Linked DNA regions of Anas platyrhynchos: region 2 is linked to region 1. The links are chromatin contacts, called in public Hi-C maps. All regions are on one chromosome and are shown on one strand. Each heading gives the region's core, a stretch centred on a gene start, on an enhancer-like site or on the middle of the called end of the contact. The rest is flanking DNA. Distances are from core to core; before and after follow the strand shown.

Region 1 (7,820 bases), core at 3,331-5,830:
ACATTAATGAACATACCTACCTGTATTGCAAGAATAACACCCATTCTTGTGTTTTCTTACCTCTGCCTTTTGGAGTGATTTCTGCCACCAGGTCGTCAACAGTGACATGCTCTAATCCTTTTTCTTTGATGACATCTGGGGAAGACCAAGACAGACATTTGAAGTCTTAATTCATTCAGTAGAAGACAAAACCTCTGTCAATGATTAAGATATAAAGCCTGCAGGTATCAAAGCAGCCTAGAGATTCTGACCTAGATGTAGGTTATTAACTCACTACCTACTACATTGCTCAGTGGATTTAGTCTCCAATTTGTGCCATAGGCTTCAGGATGGAAGCTTACTACTACTGATGTATCTCAGCCAGCTCATAGGTTAAAATCAAATATTAGAAGGTTTAAGTTTATCTGAGCATTACCAGATGATGTGCACATTACTAGAGCATTTTGGAGTTTGCAAGCTAGCCTAAACATCTCTTCAAAATCATTATTTACATTACAGTGAGAAAGATGCAACTGGAAAGTTTTTTACTGCACAGGCAGTAAACTTACAACTCTTCCTAAATAGATTATAGAGCTATGTTGCTTAAACTCCAGGACAGTAAAAAAGCAAGTTTGAAAGGTATAAATCTGCCACAAAATAAAAGCAATCCTTAAGACAACCCACATACACATACCTGCATTTTAACAAATTGCCTACTTATACTACCTAGAAGGCTACTGAAAAAAATGCAGAAGTCAATGCTGAAAAGCCTCAATTCAGAAGCACAAACCCAACATATTTTGTTTAAACATGCATGTTTTAACTGTACGTCAGTATTTCTGAGAATTGGAGAATGCTAGTGTCCAAGGTACCAAATATATTTTCTGAACTGACATCATGCGAACGATTTGTCAAGTATTTTTGGGTGTTAAATTCCTATAGAAATTTATTTTGGATTGCCCAATTATTGGCCCTTATCCACACAGGTGAGAGGTTGTGGATGCCTCCTCCTGGAAAGTGTTCTAAGCCAGGCTGGATGAGACTTTGAACAACCTGGTCTGGTGGGATGTGTCCCTGCCCATAGCAGGGGGGTTAGAACTGGATGGGCCTTAAGGTCCCTTGCAACCCAAACCATTCCATGATATAGATCAAGATACCAAAACCAACCAAACAAACAAACAAGCAAAACCCCTCTGTTTTCTACTGGAGGTTATTATGCCCTTAGTAAGGACAACTGAACTTATATTTGCCTTCTCAGCAGCTGCAGTTACAGTTCAAAATACAAACATAAATTCAGTAATTCCAAATAACTTTACTACAGCAGATTACAAAACGTATAGTTGAAAAGGCATATATACTTTCCCTTTATTACCCGTACTATTGAAATGGGTAATCCGTAGCACTGGCATCAGCATTCTCTGCAAATGCACCTATGAAAACAATTTGTCATACACAGCCCCATAAAAATTTCGGCTGATAGACCAAATCAGAATAAAAGTGAAAGCTCAAAGGATATGTTATTTATGCTAAGCAAATTTGACCATGTAGTAATACTTCTGGAGGCTGAAATACTATTTATAAAATAACAGTTTCATAGAAGTCAGTAAACTTTAGTAATTATAGTTGATTTAACGCTGAAATTGTGGGTATGCAGAGGTTCATCAGCTTGTTTTCTCTCAATTAGAGAGATGATCTTATTTTCATGAATTGTATTCAAAAGCAGTAAAAATGCATATTTTTCTCTCCTGTATGCAAATGACACAATTATTTTTATATTTTTAAGTTGTGTAAGAATTCATCTTTCTCAAAACAAGAAGCTGTATGGTCATGAATATTTAGGGAACTGATTTCAATTTTTTTCTCAGGCACTTATTGAGTTTCAGATCAGAGAAAAGCTTCAAGATTTTTTTTGGCGAAGATGGCAAGATGCTTTCTTGCACATGAAAACAACTGCCAGGGATATTTTTGCTTCCCTAAATACAATTTAAATTGACTGTTAGACAGTAAAAGTTTTCACATGGGACCTTTATTTGACCACAACCTCAGTTGACTACAAAGGATTATTTATTTGACCACCAATTACCTTTGCAATGTGCCTTCAACTGATCCTTCCAGCCACATTCAATTAACTTGGCTCTCAGCAAATCTTTAAGGCTATTAAGACAATAAACAAAATTATTAGGAACAGCACACATTCCCAGCAAGCTCAAATATGCTTCAGCATGAAAAGTAAGCCCATGGTTACTACTCATAGTAGAATTTCCAGACCAGCAGCAGAAATGGCTGAATAGCATGTGAATCCCATCCTGAATGAGTATCAGTTTCAGTGTACAACGTTTGGACTATGAGAAGGAGTTGGTTCAGAAGCTAACTCAATCTTTCTTAAGGTAGCATTGATGCTGCAGCCACAGAAAAGATGTAGAATCACGTGAACTACCTGAGACTACTCTGTTGCAAATGTATGCCAACATTCAAAGCTGGAATATTTAGTTTAAACAAGACTTTCAACATAAAGCCGTCTCCCATCCTTTCTGAAACAAGAATTTGGTGCTACTTTTGTCTTCAGCTGTCTCCCCAGTTATGCTTTACTTTGTTTTGGGTGAAGAATAAGGGAAAGGAATCTTACATCTTGTAGTAGCATAGTAAGAATTAAAGAAATCTCCACGTATATAATGCAATTGCAGAAGTTTTTATTTATTTATTTATTTTAAAATTTATTTGAAAAGTGTTTTGGTGTTTCAAATTCAAATTGGAACTGAGAAACCTTACCAATTAAACAACAGAAATCTACTTTGTTATATATAAGGAATCTTTTCTACTTAATTTTAATCAATTAAACTAAAACAAACACTGTATTGCTTCCTAAGTGTGACTAGAAACTATGTGAGTAAGAAACAATGATACATTTACTATGTGTATTGAAAGAGAATACTGAAGGGAAACTAAACTAAAAAGTTATTACTGAAAAACAGAAGAAGAGAAAATTAAAGCAGTATCTTCACCTTTTATTTCATCAACTAGATGAAATAAGCTGACTTATCTTGTACCACCCTGAACTACCTTAGCAAAATTCTTTTTTTCTGAGTAACTGGACTGCAGCAAGAAGCTGAACTTGGTAGTTCTAATCCTTTTTACTCCATTAATTGTATAGAGGGAAGACAAACTGCTAAGAAAAAGCAAAACAACAATGTACGTCAAATTCACTACTACTGGGTATTTCTTAAAGTCAAGAAATCTGAGTGCTTGGTCTCCTGTCAAATTTGTTGACAATACAACTTTTGACATTCTGTCAAAACTCTGATTACTCTATCCCTAGAATAAAATTGGTCCCAGCACCATATCAAGAAAGGGGCTGGTCACAGCTAGGTGGGAAGGAGAGCACAGGCACCTTGTCAGTCTGCATGAAGTTACGGTAGGTACCTGGCTGTGTAATGACCTAGGAAGAAGGCTCCTTATACAGGCCTAGACAATGAAGAAAACTGAGCTTTTTGGGTATGGTTACACCTACACTGAAGTGAGGCGTGGAACATTAAAAGCATGCTGATGTTGCATGAATATAATGGAAACAAAACAGTGAAAAGACAACAAAAGGCTGAAAACCAGCTGCCACAATACACCACGTAGTTTACTTGTTGGCCTTTATTGGGCTCTCTACCATGACTTCTATGGGTGCTGTTTTATTCTACTATATATTTCTTTCCCCGGCAAAAGAACACATAGGAACACAGAAGAAAACTTCAAAAGCAGAAAAGCAAGGGTTGCCTCATATCATGAAATAATAAGATTTAACTGCAAAAACTTGTATTTTAACAAGTTGTGCGTAAGCCAGGAGCTCCCCAACACAACCTGCCAGACAAAGAAGCTTTGGAGTTCTCAGGCCAACCACCCCATCCTTTATTCAAAGGGTAAAATCAGAGAAGCGTTCAGATGATAATATTTTTATTCAGCCATTTAAAATTTCGGTGTTTTCGTGGTGTTCTGACCAAGGCACCGCTCCCGTCTGGCGGCAGCGCCCAACGCCCACTGCCCACTTACCGCTCCCGCTCCCCCGTTTCGATCAGCTTCTGGTTAATGGTGGCTCTCATCTGGGCGTCCTTATTCATGGTGCAAAGCTGACCTAGGCGGGGAAGCAGAAAATTACGAGGCTACCGACACCGACGGGGCTGCGAGAACGCAACGGGGGGGACACGGGCGGGGGCTGCCCAGAGGAGCCGTGGCTGCCCCATCCCTGAGGTGCCCCTCATGGATGGGGCTGCGGGCACCCTGGGCGGGCAGGAGGTGTCCCTGCCCACAGCAGGGCTGGAGTCAGGGCTCGGGTCCCTTCCCCCCAGGCCATTTTGGGGCTCCACGCCCGCCCCCTGCCACCGCTCACCCGCAGCCCCCCCCCCCCTCAGCGCCCCGGCCGCCTCAGCCCCTACCCCGCCCCCCCCACAGCCGGACCGAACCGAGCGGGCCGGGCGCTCACCACCCGCTCCCTCCTCGCAGGGCCCGCTGGGAAATGTAGTTAGCGCGGCCACGTCGAGCTGGGCGCCCACAGCTCCCGGCGTGCTCCAGGGCTGAGGGCTCCTCCCGGCAGCAGCCTTCGGGGCGGAACTACAACTCCCAGCGTGCCCCGCGGCGGCGGCGCTGCTGGCGGGCGGTGCTGAGGGGCCCCGCGCAGCCCCGACATGGCGGCCGCCACCAGCTGCTCGCTGCGCGCCAAGCGGCTGCTGCTGGAGCCCCGCTTCGAGGGCTACAAGCTGTCCCTGGAGCCGCTGGCCTGCTACCGCCTCGGGCTGGCCGACGGTGAGCGGCGGCGCTGCAGGCGGGCGGCCACTGCCCTCCTCTGGCCTGCCCGGCCCTCCCCTCCGCGCTCTGACAGGGCCGCGGCATGGCGGCGGGACCCGTCCCGCTCGCTTGGCGGACACGGAGCCGCCCGGACCCGCTGGGGGCTGTGGGGAAGGCCGGGGCTGGGGGTGGGTCGGAGGGATCTGGGGTGTTGTGGCTCAAGAAGGACGGGGAGGTGCTGGAGAGCCCAGCGCAGAGCCACGGGGGGGGATGAAGGGAGTGGAGCATCTCCCTTATGAGGAGAGTCTGAGGGAGCTGGGTCTGTTCAGCCTGGGGAAGAAGAGACCGAGGGGAGGCCTTATTAACGTTTATAACGCGTGGAGGGTGAGCGTTAGGAGAGCAGAGCCTGGCTCTTCTCAGTGACATCCAATGATAGGACAAGGGGCAATGGGTGCACGCTGGACCATAGGAGGTTCCACTTAAATGTGAGAAGAAACTTCTCACAGTGAGGGTGACAGAGCACTGGAGCAGGCTGCGCAGGGGGGCTGTGGAGTCTCTTTCTCTGGAGACATTCAAAACCCCCCTGCACGCGTTCTTGTGTGAGCTGATCTACATGCTCCTGCTGCAGCAGGGGGATTGGACTAGGTGATCTTTTGAGGTCTCTTCCAACCCCTAACATTCTGTGATTCAGTTAGTGTAGTCTTACACAGTTTTCTGCAAACTGCCATTTTTCTTTGCTTGTTGTTCACAGGTGGATGGTCAGGCTCTTCACTCCATGCTCTGTTTCTTCTACTAAGCAATATCAGCATTTAAGGAGCTGCTCTGCCAGTGGGTCAATTATCTCAGTCCTCAATTTGCTGAGCCATATGGGGTATGGGCCCACATACATACCCATGCTCCCCTGAAATTGCTCAGCATTCTAGCTTTATTGATGGGTGAAATCTGAGTCTGTTGTAAGGTACATGAAGTATCTACTTTTCTTCTTTTTCTTTCCTTTCTTTTTTGTAAAGACCAGACAGTAATGTACTATTTGGGCAAGCTGACCTTGTCTATACATGTACCAGGCAATACACCAGTCTTCCGAGTTATCCATTAAGAATTGCTTTTACCTTTGTGTTAAGTACTTTATTTTAATACCGGGGCAAAAGATGTGTTGTGTGTGAATTGTGTATCAAAGGATGAGTGAATGAAAGTTAGACAGTACTATATGTAGACCTATGATAGGACTGAAAAACCTAATGACAGTGCCATTTTTGTTATGTAGTTTAACATTTCCACTCTAAGACTTTACTCTAAGGTGTAGGTGCTGCCTTTTAAAATACCATTCAAATGTAAAATTGTGTGTGTTAGGAGCATCTTACAGCTCTGTCAGAAGTAGCAACAACTCATGTAGTATAAGTACAGCTTCTTAGTTCTGTGTCTTGGTTTTGAGATTAAAGTTTTGCAAAGCTGGTTTTTAAGATATTTTTGGACTGTCTTGCTAAAATATGAATGTTCTTTTTGAACAAGTGAGGTGTTTCATGTAGAAATTAAGTTGTCCATTTTAATTATATACATATATATAGAATCATAGAATCATAGAATATCCTGAGTTGGAAGGGACCCTTAAGGATCATCAAGTCCAACTCTTGACACCGCACAGGTCTACCCAAAAGTTCAGACCATGTGACTAAGTGCACAGTCCAATCTCTTCTTAAATTCAGTCAGGCTCGGTGCAGTGACCACTTCCCTGGGGAGCCTGTTCCAGTGTGCAACCACCCTCTCTGTGAAGAACCCCCTCCTGATGTCAAGCCTAAATTTCCCCTGCCTCAGCTTAACCCCGTTCCCGTGGGTCCTGTCACTGGTGTTAATGGAAAAAAGGTCTCCTGCCTCTCAACACCCCCTTACGAGGATATATAGTTTTATCCTTACTATGATGTTCTGTATGTAAAATGTCAAACAAGCTGTGTGGTTCTCAGATAAGTTTACTGCATACCTATTCTAAACAGATGAGGATTACAGAATTTGATTATTTAACTGATGAGAGATCCTAATGGATCTCTCCATTGAGATGTTTTCCATAACAGTTGCAGTAACCTGTGTGATAGAAGTCGATGTGTTCTTTTCTTTATCTGCTTCCCACAGCACAAGGACCCTGACTTATTTTCAGTCCAACTTATGTGGCTGTCCTACTAAATCATTAATACTAAATTGCTGTCATTAATCATTAATACTGCATTCTGGTGTGTTTGTGTGTGTATACAGCTATCAGTCTACTGGAGAATAGAAACCCATTTTCTTTTTTTGTTTTTTTTCTTTTCCACCTTTTAATTAGTAATCTGAAATCTAAACCAATCTAGGCTCTATATGCGTCTTCTAGATGTTCTGTTTGTCTCTTTCAGCCTGTCGTTGGGCCATGCAGCTGGCTCTTTCTCCCTTTTTTTTTTTTTTTTCTGCTTACTTCAAGGCAGTTTCCTTATACTACAGAGATGGTCTGTACCTGGACTCTGTATTTCCTGCTCTCTGTGGTCTCCATTTGTGTTATACTGAGGGCATCTTCCCACAGCTGGGCTTGCATGTTGGGCAGAAGTAATGGGGTGAGTTGTAAAGACCAGGTATGGCCTGTAGGCCCTGGCTTTTTCGAATCACTTCACGAATCAATTAACACGCAAATTGACATTATATGACAGGGACAGGAAGTTTGCTTTTATTTCCTTGAATTGGGAGTGAATAATAAAATATAATAGCTGAAGAAAATGTCAAATAAATAAGAATGCTGTCAGCATGACTAATTTGTGATTTTATTTACAATTGTGCGCAGAGATGTGATGGCAGAATCTGGAAGATTAATGGAAAATGGATGCTGAATTTTGTCTTTGTTTTCCAGGAAAGTGCTTCAGCTTGCCTCAAATGACCAGGGATTTGGACTACTGCCTCTGTGGCATCCCAAATTTCATGGCAGTGAGATGAGCATGTAGGTTTTGGAGCTAGTTGGAATATGTGACAATAAGTAGGTCTTGTTCTTAAGCAGAACTGAATTACCCTTTCTGTAGCTGACCTATGTGCAGTCTTATGACAAACTTGAGCATTAACCA
Region 2 (7,820 bases), core at 3,645-6,144, 130 kb after region 1:
ATTTCATTTGACTGCAGAAGGAACAGAGAATGATGTTTTCACCGTGCTTCCGTGCACCACCTGAGGTGCCAGTGGAGAGGAAGAGCTGTCCTCTGAGCTGCAGGGACCTCAGACTGGGAGGGATGTTCCTCCTCTGCTCCATGGAGCAAAGCAGAGCAGGACACAAAGCTGAATGTGCAAGATGTAGGGAATTGGGAATCCACGTGGAGCTGGTATCTTTACAAATCACTAGCACAGGCACACATTATTCTCACTGCCTCTCAACTTCCCAATGGTGAAAAAAAAATACAAAAATCAAAATGTATCAAAATAGAATAAGTTTCATCAATGCATTTATTAATATGTAAAATACAGATGAAAAACAGAATTTATGGAAATTGCACTAAGTTTTGTTAAGGTATTTATTTTTAATAGGAAAAATTCAGAGTAGAGAATGCTTCTTTCTGTCTTTCCGGAATTTCCACTGATCAACTCCAGTTTTGTACAAGACCCTCCTGGGCCCTCAGTTTATTTGGCACTGCTGTTGGTTTTGCTTCCTTGACTCATCCCTTACATTTTTGGAGACTTGGAGCAGATATGTTTGCTTATATAATTCACCCAAACTTGGAGGCACAGAAGGTCATCCACTCTTATGTAAGGGTGTAGTACAGAAGGTTTCAAGTATATGAGGAAAGCAAGGAAAGCTATTACAAAACCTTAACTGTTCTGTACAGGAGAGCAAAACACTGTGTCATGAATTCATAATTATTACATTAATGGACTACACAAATCAATATATCTAGCTAGCGATAGCTGAAAGCATCATTTGACCTAGCACTCATATTTCCACAGGAATGCAAAACACTGTAAAATAGTCTCACACCCTGTTCACTGCATGTGATGTGTGGAGCCCCTGGAGGCAAGCAAAGGGCACAGAGGATCAAGAAGGTGATGAGCAGCTGAGCCAGCCTGGGTCCTGGGCTCCCATTACAGCTGCAGAACAGAAGTAACCACTTGCCCAAAGAGCCACCTCCACAAGGCAGTTTAATGAGGCTCTTACTCATCATTCTCCCAAGCTTAGAGGCTAGAAAAGGTGTATACAGGTGCATCATAGGTCAGAAGCATGCCATTATGGTTTCAAGTCCCCATGAAAAACAGGGCTCTTTGCCCTTCCAGTTCGGATTACTCTTTCAGTAAGCTCAGCCTCCAGCCATCAACACTGACAATTACACTTTGGAGAACATATAATGGAAAAACCACTAATATGTTGGGCAGCTTTGCATCTGGAGGAAAATATAATATTGCTTCTTGTTTTTTAACACAGCTATGCTGTTCTTAAAAGTGTAACAACTGATTACTCTTAATTTATTAAATATGTAAGGCTGCTAGGCGTTAAAATTGTTCTGCCCTTTTCAAAGTGCACCTGTAGTGTTTGAAGTAATGTTCTCCTCTACGGGTGAAGTAAGAGGTTAATCAAGTGCAACATGAGGAGACATTGCCTTTTATTTCTTTAAATGTGAAAGCCATTGATTTCAACACATTGTGTGAAGTGTAGGAGAGATAAATAGAAGAGAACCAAATTTATCACGCGTGACACGAGAAATATTTAACAACATCTTACATGTGCAGGAAAATACAAAATTCAGTAACCTTGTTGCCTTGATGCAGAAACTGAATTAAATAATTTGAGACAAAATGGGGCAATAGCAGGTGTTGATGCAGGCTGGAGGTGTGCACCATACAAGGTGCACACTTGTCACCTAAGGATGCAATACATCACCCACATGTTGGACTTGAACCACCCTGTGAAAACATACACGCTCACATTTTCCAGGTAAGCCAACTCCTGAGCAAAGCCTTTGTTCAAACAACACTTAGAAGGCATTGCAAAGGGCAACCAAAAGCAAAGAAAGTGAACAAAGACAACTTTTGATCATTTGACAGCACATTTGGTCTGACTAAGCGATCTGGCCAGCCTGCTTGCAGCCTGGGGAAAAAAGTCCTTGCTAGAGAGAAAGACACATCATATTTGCAGAACTTCAACGTGATCAAAAAATTCCCCTGTTCCTTCCCCTATTTTTTTATTTTTTTATTTTTTTTTAAATCAGCAGATGATGAAAGCCTCTACTCCTTTTCAATGATCTCTGAGTGGGATGCTGCAGGACTTGCCAAAACTCACCTGCCTGATGTGCACCCAGCTCACTGGGGGCACCTGGGCGTTAGGTATTGGAGTCAAAGGCAACAGGAAAAAAGTCACGATCAACACACCCTCAATTAACCTGACTTATTGCTGGTTTATTTATTTATGTTTACTGCCTGTCCTTCCTGGGAGGAAATACAAACAAACAAAACACAAGCAGAACAGTAAATGTTTTTAATTTGTTCATGAAACACTGTATCTAGCAGACCAAACTGCTCTAATCAGAGGCTCTGCTGTCTCTAGCATCCTGCATATTTTGTTTATTTGAGTTGCCAACTGCTGCAGCGGTCCTTCATTTCCATGTTTTTCAGAGACGTGAGGTAACACATATCCCTCATGTTTCACATTTCAGGAAAGGGTATCACAATGTTTATCTACATGATTAGACCAAAGAGAAAAGAGATATCAGAGGGAAGAGTCCCATCTATTGGCCAGAAAAGAAAATGAAAACCAGACCAAATATTTTCTGAATCTTAAGAATATCCTATCAACTATGAAAAATCATAAGCAAAGAAAAATTACCAGGAATAAGTAATAACTTGTATGTGAATAAAGGATATTAACAAAGATAGAAAATGAATCATTATTTAAGAGAGGAAATAAAAAGAAGAAATCTGTTTTTTGGTAGAACTAGCAAGTGAAGAATTAGTAATTTCTTGGAGAGCAGGATGTATTGAAGACATTTTTCCTGAAACTATAATTACAAAATAAGTATGTTGACACAGAAAACATACACTACCTTTTTGAAAAAAAAAAAAGAAAAAAAAAAAAAGCTGCTAAAAACAATCTGAGTGAACTGCTCAGCAATGCTCTGATTTGGACTAAACCACCAGTGGCTCATACTAGCCAGCTAAAAGGTACAGCAGGCAAAGAAAATATGGATTTTCTTTGGTTTTGTTTTGTTTATCCTGCTCTAGTCAGTGGAGAGCAGACCATGCTCGGAAGAAGACCAGCCTGGCTGAACAGAGAATTGTGGCTTGACCTTAGGAGAAAAAAGAGGGTTTCTAATCTTTGGAAAAGAGGGTGGGTCACTTGGGAGGACTATAAGGATGTTGGGGGCAGTACAGGGAAAAAAATAGAAAGGCCAAAGCTCATCTGGAACTCAATCTGGCTACTGCCTTTAAAGACAACAAAAAATGTTTTTACAAATACATCAACGCAAAACGGAGGACAAAGGAGAATCTCCATCCTTTACTGGATGTAGGAGGTCCCAATCAACTGGCGGCTAGCAAACATGACGTCCATCTACAAGAAGGGCCAGAGGGCAGACCCGGGGAACTACAGGCCTGTCAGTTTGACCTCAGTGCCAGGGAAACTCATGGAGCAGATTATCTTGAGAGTCATCATGTGGCACTTACAGGGCAACCAGATGATCAGGCCCAGTCAGCATGGGTTTATGAAAGGCAGGTCCTGCTTGACGAACCTGATCTCTTTCTATGATGAAGTAATGCACTTGGTGGACAAGCGAAAGGCTGTGGATGTGGTCTGCCTTGACTTCAGCAAGGCTTTTGACACCGTTTCCCACAACATTCTCCTCAAGAAACTGTCTGCTCGTGGCTTAGACTGGTGTACGCTTCATTGGGTTAAAAACTGGCTGGATAGCAGGGCCCAAAGAGTCGTGGTGAATGGAGTCAAGTCCAGTTGGAGGCCAGTCACTAATGGTGTTCCCCAGGGCTCGGTACTGGGGCGAGTCCTCTTTAATATCTTCATCGATGATCTGGACGAGGGCATTGAGTGCACCCTCAGTAAGTTCGCAGATGACACCAAATTAGGTGCATGTGTCGATCTGCTCAAGGGTAGGAAGGCTCTGCAGGAGGATCTGGATAGGCTTCACCGATGGGCTGAGGTCAACTGCATGAGGTTCAACAAGGCCAAGTGCCGGGTCCTGCACCTGGGGCGCAATAACCCCAAGCAGAGCTACAGGCTGGGAGATGAGTGGTTGGAAAGCTGCCTAGCGGACAAAGACCTGGGAGTGATGGTTGATAGTGGGCTGAATATGAGCCAGCAGTGTGCTCAGGTGGCCAAGAAGGCCAACAGCATCCTGGCTTGTATAAGAAGCAGTGTGGCCAGCAGGGCTAGGGAAGTGATCGTCCCCCTGGCTCTGGTGAGGCTGCACCTCGAGTCCTGTGTTCAGTTTTGGGCCCCTCGCTACAAGAAGGACATCGAGGTGCTTGAGCGGGTTCAGAGAAGGGCAACGAAGCTGGTGAGGGGCCTGGAGAACAAGTCTAATGAGCTGGGTTTGTTTTTTTCTGGCCTGCAGAAAAGGAGGCTCAAGGGCTCTTTATAAGTACATTAAAAGAGTCTGTAAAGAGGTGGGGGTTGGCCTGTTCTCCCATGTGCCTGGTGACAGGACGAGGGGGAATGGGCTTAAGTTGCACCAGGGGTGTTTTAGGTTGGATATTAGGAAGAACTTCTTTACTGAGAGGGTCGTTAGACATTGGAATGGGCTGCCCAGGGAAATGGAGTCACCATCCCTGGAGGTCTTTAAAAGACGTTTAGATGTAGAGCTTAGGGATATGGTTTAGTGGGGACTGTTAGTGTTAGGTCAGAGGTTGGACTCGATGATCTTGAGGTCTCTTCCAACCCAGACAATTCTGTGATTCTATGATATGCACAGGTTCCTAGTGCTGCTTAGGACCTCCTGGGGTACCCAACTGCTACTTCAGAGGAGCACAGGGCTTTCTGTAGGTCCTGCATCAACACCCTGCCTGCCCCGTGCTGAGGGCTTTGGCATTCCAGGGCATCAGCTGGCAGCAGACATCAATGCCTGGGCAATGGGAGCAGCTGTGGCGCACAGGCAGACACTTACATCCGGAGATCTGGAGTTGCAGTCTCCAGTCTGGAGCTGACTCTACCCTAAATAATCCTTCAGGAAAGAGGGAAGAGCAGGACTGAGTTGCCCTAGTCCCAGCTCTGTAGATAGTAGAGGTGCAGAGTTTCTCTTTGGGTAAAGTCCTGCAGTGGCTCTACTCAAATCCAGAATACTTCTGTTAGCTTCACAAGCATGAGTTAAATTTAGATCACAGTGTCTATTCAGGGCTGGAAGAGAACAATATCTATGGTAACCTGGGATCTGAACTCCTGAAATGTAGGTTTCTCTAATTGTGTACTAAAAGCTGTTGCAAGGGCAGGGATGCTTATCTATGGGGGCTTCAGGACTGACAAACTGGAGTTGTATTCTGGCTGCTGCTGCTACCATCATGCAGGGAGAGAGGCTGTGGGCCAGTGGCAGTGATAGCCAAGTCTGGTGAGGTTATGGGGTCAATGGGGGCCCTACCTGTACTGGAGTAATGGATGAGGGTGCTTAAGTGCTAATGTACATCACTTCAACTTGGTGTATACCATTGGGATATCATGTTTTAATAACCCCAGCAGTACTGCTCAGCTCTGACTGTTCATAGTTGCTGAGAAACCGCAGTGAGTTCCGCCTAGCTCTGCTCCTCCTGTGTACCACTGGTTGGCAGGACCTTTCTCATCCAGAGATGTCAATGGTTAGACTGAAAAACAATGGATTTTCTTTTTGAATCTAATTCTTCATTTATATTGATTCAGAATAATAATTGATGAGTTCAATCATTTTCAACATCTCCTTTGCATATCAAAGTCAAGAAGCAAAAGCTGAGGTGTTAATAGAAGACCATCTTTGTTACCATTTCATTGATTATGCATTCATCTGAGATTGTTTCTACAGCAAATGCTCTTTCTACAGAAACAGTCATTTTTAACTCATTGTTTTCCTTAAGGTTTAATTCAGGAAATTTTGTTTACAGCAGAGACACAGTCTGTTGTGTATGAGATCTTGCACCACCTCATCACTCTAACACCCCAGTTACCACCAGCACTACCAGTGAGTGGCTTTCAATAGCTTGTTATGTGACACAAGTAAAATCTATTAATCCAGATGAAACTTACCTCACAGAGAAATTTTTGTTTTCCATGTAAATACCTTGATATGGGAGTGAGGAAAACTCTTTTGTTTCAGCAGGCTGATGCTGGGTTTAGATTAGAGCACGAATTCCCAGGGTGGGCCATGCTGGACACCTCACCATCACCATCACTGCGGGTGACAACAGCTTCCAGACTCTGGGACAAAACCAGACAAGGCACTTGAAAGCTGTTGCTCACCCCTCAGTCCCTTAGTATGCATGTACATGATGTTTCATGCTCCTGGCAAAAGTCCTTCCTCTGCCTCAGACTGGGTCTCCAGAAAGTTCTCTATGTAAAAACATGCTGGATCGGTCTGAAGCCAAAAACTGACATCTAGCAAAAAGCACAAGAACAGGACATATACATGTTATGTCTTAGGGCTCCAGCTCATGAATTTCATAAGTCATGTGGTTCCTGTGCATTTAGGAAATCTCAATGGATTTCTCTTCCATGTAGCTGTCAAATCACCCCATCTAAACTTTTAGCATCTGAAACAGTATGTTACAAATGGTGCATGTAAACCTCTACCTTCAGGGGGCTATAAGAGCCAAGCTGAAAACTCTCCTACCTTTCCTGAAACCTAGTATTCAGTGGAGTGGGTTTAAGTGGTTGGATATCTTCAAAGTACAAGACCTGTATTCTGCAGTAGTTTTGATAATTCTACTAAAAAAGCCAGAGTGAAGGAATAGGTGCTTAATCTTGAGAAAATTTAATTGTTGTATGTCTTGTTTTGTTTTTGCTTCATGAAATGGTATTATACTAACAGAAGTAGTTCAGCACACAGTGGTTTGGACATAAAATTATTGCAGTGCTACATAGTGCCTATGTCCTGCTCCCCCTCTGACCAGATGAAGCCCTGGGGATGAGTTGCAGTGCTGCAGTGGTGAGAGTTCATGGAGGTTTCTCCATGCTGACATCCTCTTCCTCCCCTTTGTGGCCAAAAAACATTCACACAAAAACACACACATACACACACATCAAAAACAAAAACAAAAACAAAAACAAAGAAACAAAATAAAACAAAACAAAAACAAACAAACAAAAACAACAAGTAAAACAAATCAAAATGTAGAATGTTGTGTCTATTGCACGAGAGAATGAAACTAGAGCGAGAAAACCAATGTCACTGAAGCTCGCTGCCTGGACTGATGGCTGACCATCATGTTCTACGTTGGGAACTAGTCACACCTGTGGTGGAGGGGAAAAAGAAGGTAAATACTGGGGACAAGTCCACTGCATAATATATATCACTGTGTGCTGCAGCCTGGTCATCTTTTACAGACCATGAACATGATTTTGTCTTGCAGAGGAGTGCCTGTGCAGGCACACTCCCACCAGCTGCAGCATGCACCCAGAGCTCCTGTTTTACACAAGGTATTGCCTAGATATTTGATGTGTAGGCGAATTGGTTGTTCTTTTCTACCCCTGAGTACCAGAGCAGGAAAAGGCAGAGTCTGACACTTACCTGATCAGTAAACTGGTCACAACAACACAGCTGGAATATTTTTCTTCATAGAAATTGCTCATTCATCAAAATCTGAACATTTCATTGTGATAAAGAAAAACCCTCTAACCTCTAAAGTGGAAAAAAATTGTATATATATATAAAAAATAAAACAGGGCTAACAGCAAACTATTTAGTGCTGTCTGGTGCAGTGATGCTCAGAACAGGAGGTTCTGCATTATGAATCTCTGACCTCTTCCTAAGCAGCAA

The links. Hi-C and Micro-C count contacts between places; a contact is called where the count stands out from the background.
Region 2: a contact with region 1 is called in a Hi-C map of liver, with 3 times the contacts expected there. The contact joins the enhancer-like site here to the promoter of NUDCD1 in region 1. A contact is called at or near these places in 3 of 8 Hi-C or Micro-C datasets (liver, skeletal muscle and subcutaneous adipose tissue).

The regions. Positions count from the first base shown.
Region 1 is chr2:18,284,548-18,292,367 of IASCAAS_PekinDuck_T2T, forward strand. NUDCD1 (NudC domain containing 1) reads left to right here and starts at 4,581. Exons shown (of 10, transcript XM_038174574.2): 1 at 4,581-4,764. The coding sequence starts at 4,647. ENY2 (ENY2 transcription and export complex 2 subunit) reads right to left here and starts at 4,573. Exons shown (of 5, transcript XM_027452611.3): 1 at 4,445-4,573; 2 at 4,015-4,096; 3 at 2,063-2,133; 4 at 61-135. The coding sequence starts at 4,082.
Region 2 is chr2:18,417,572-18,425,391 of IASCAAS_PekinDuck_T2T, forward strand. No RefSeq gene overlaps it. Among named protein-coding and RNA genes, the nearest start is that of TMEM74, 31 kb to the right of the region's middle. Within about 2 kb of position 4,895, at least 1 of the 8 cell types and tissues checked has an H3K27ac peak or open chromatin away from gene starts, as enhancers often do.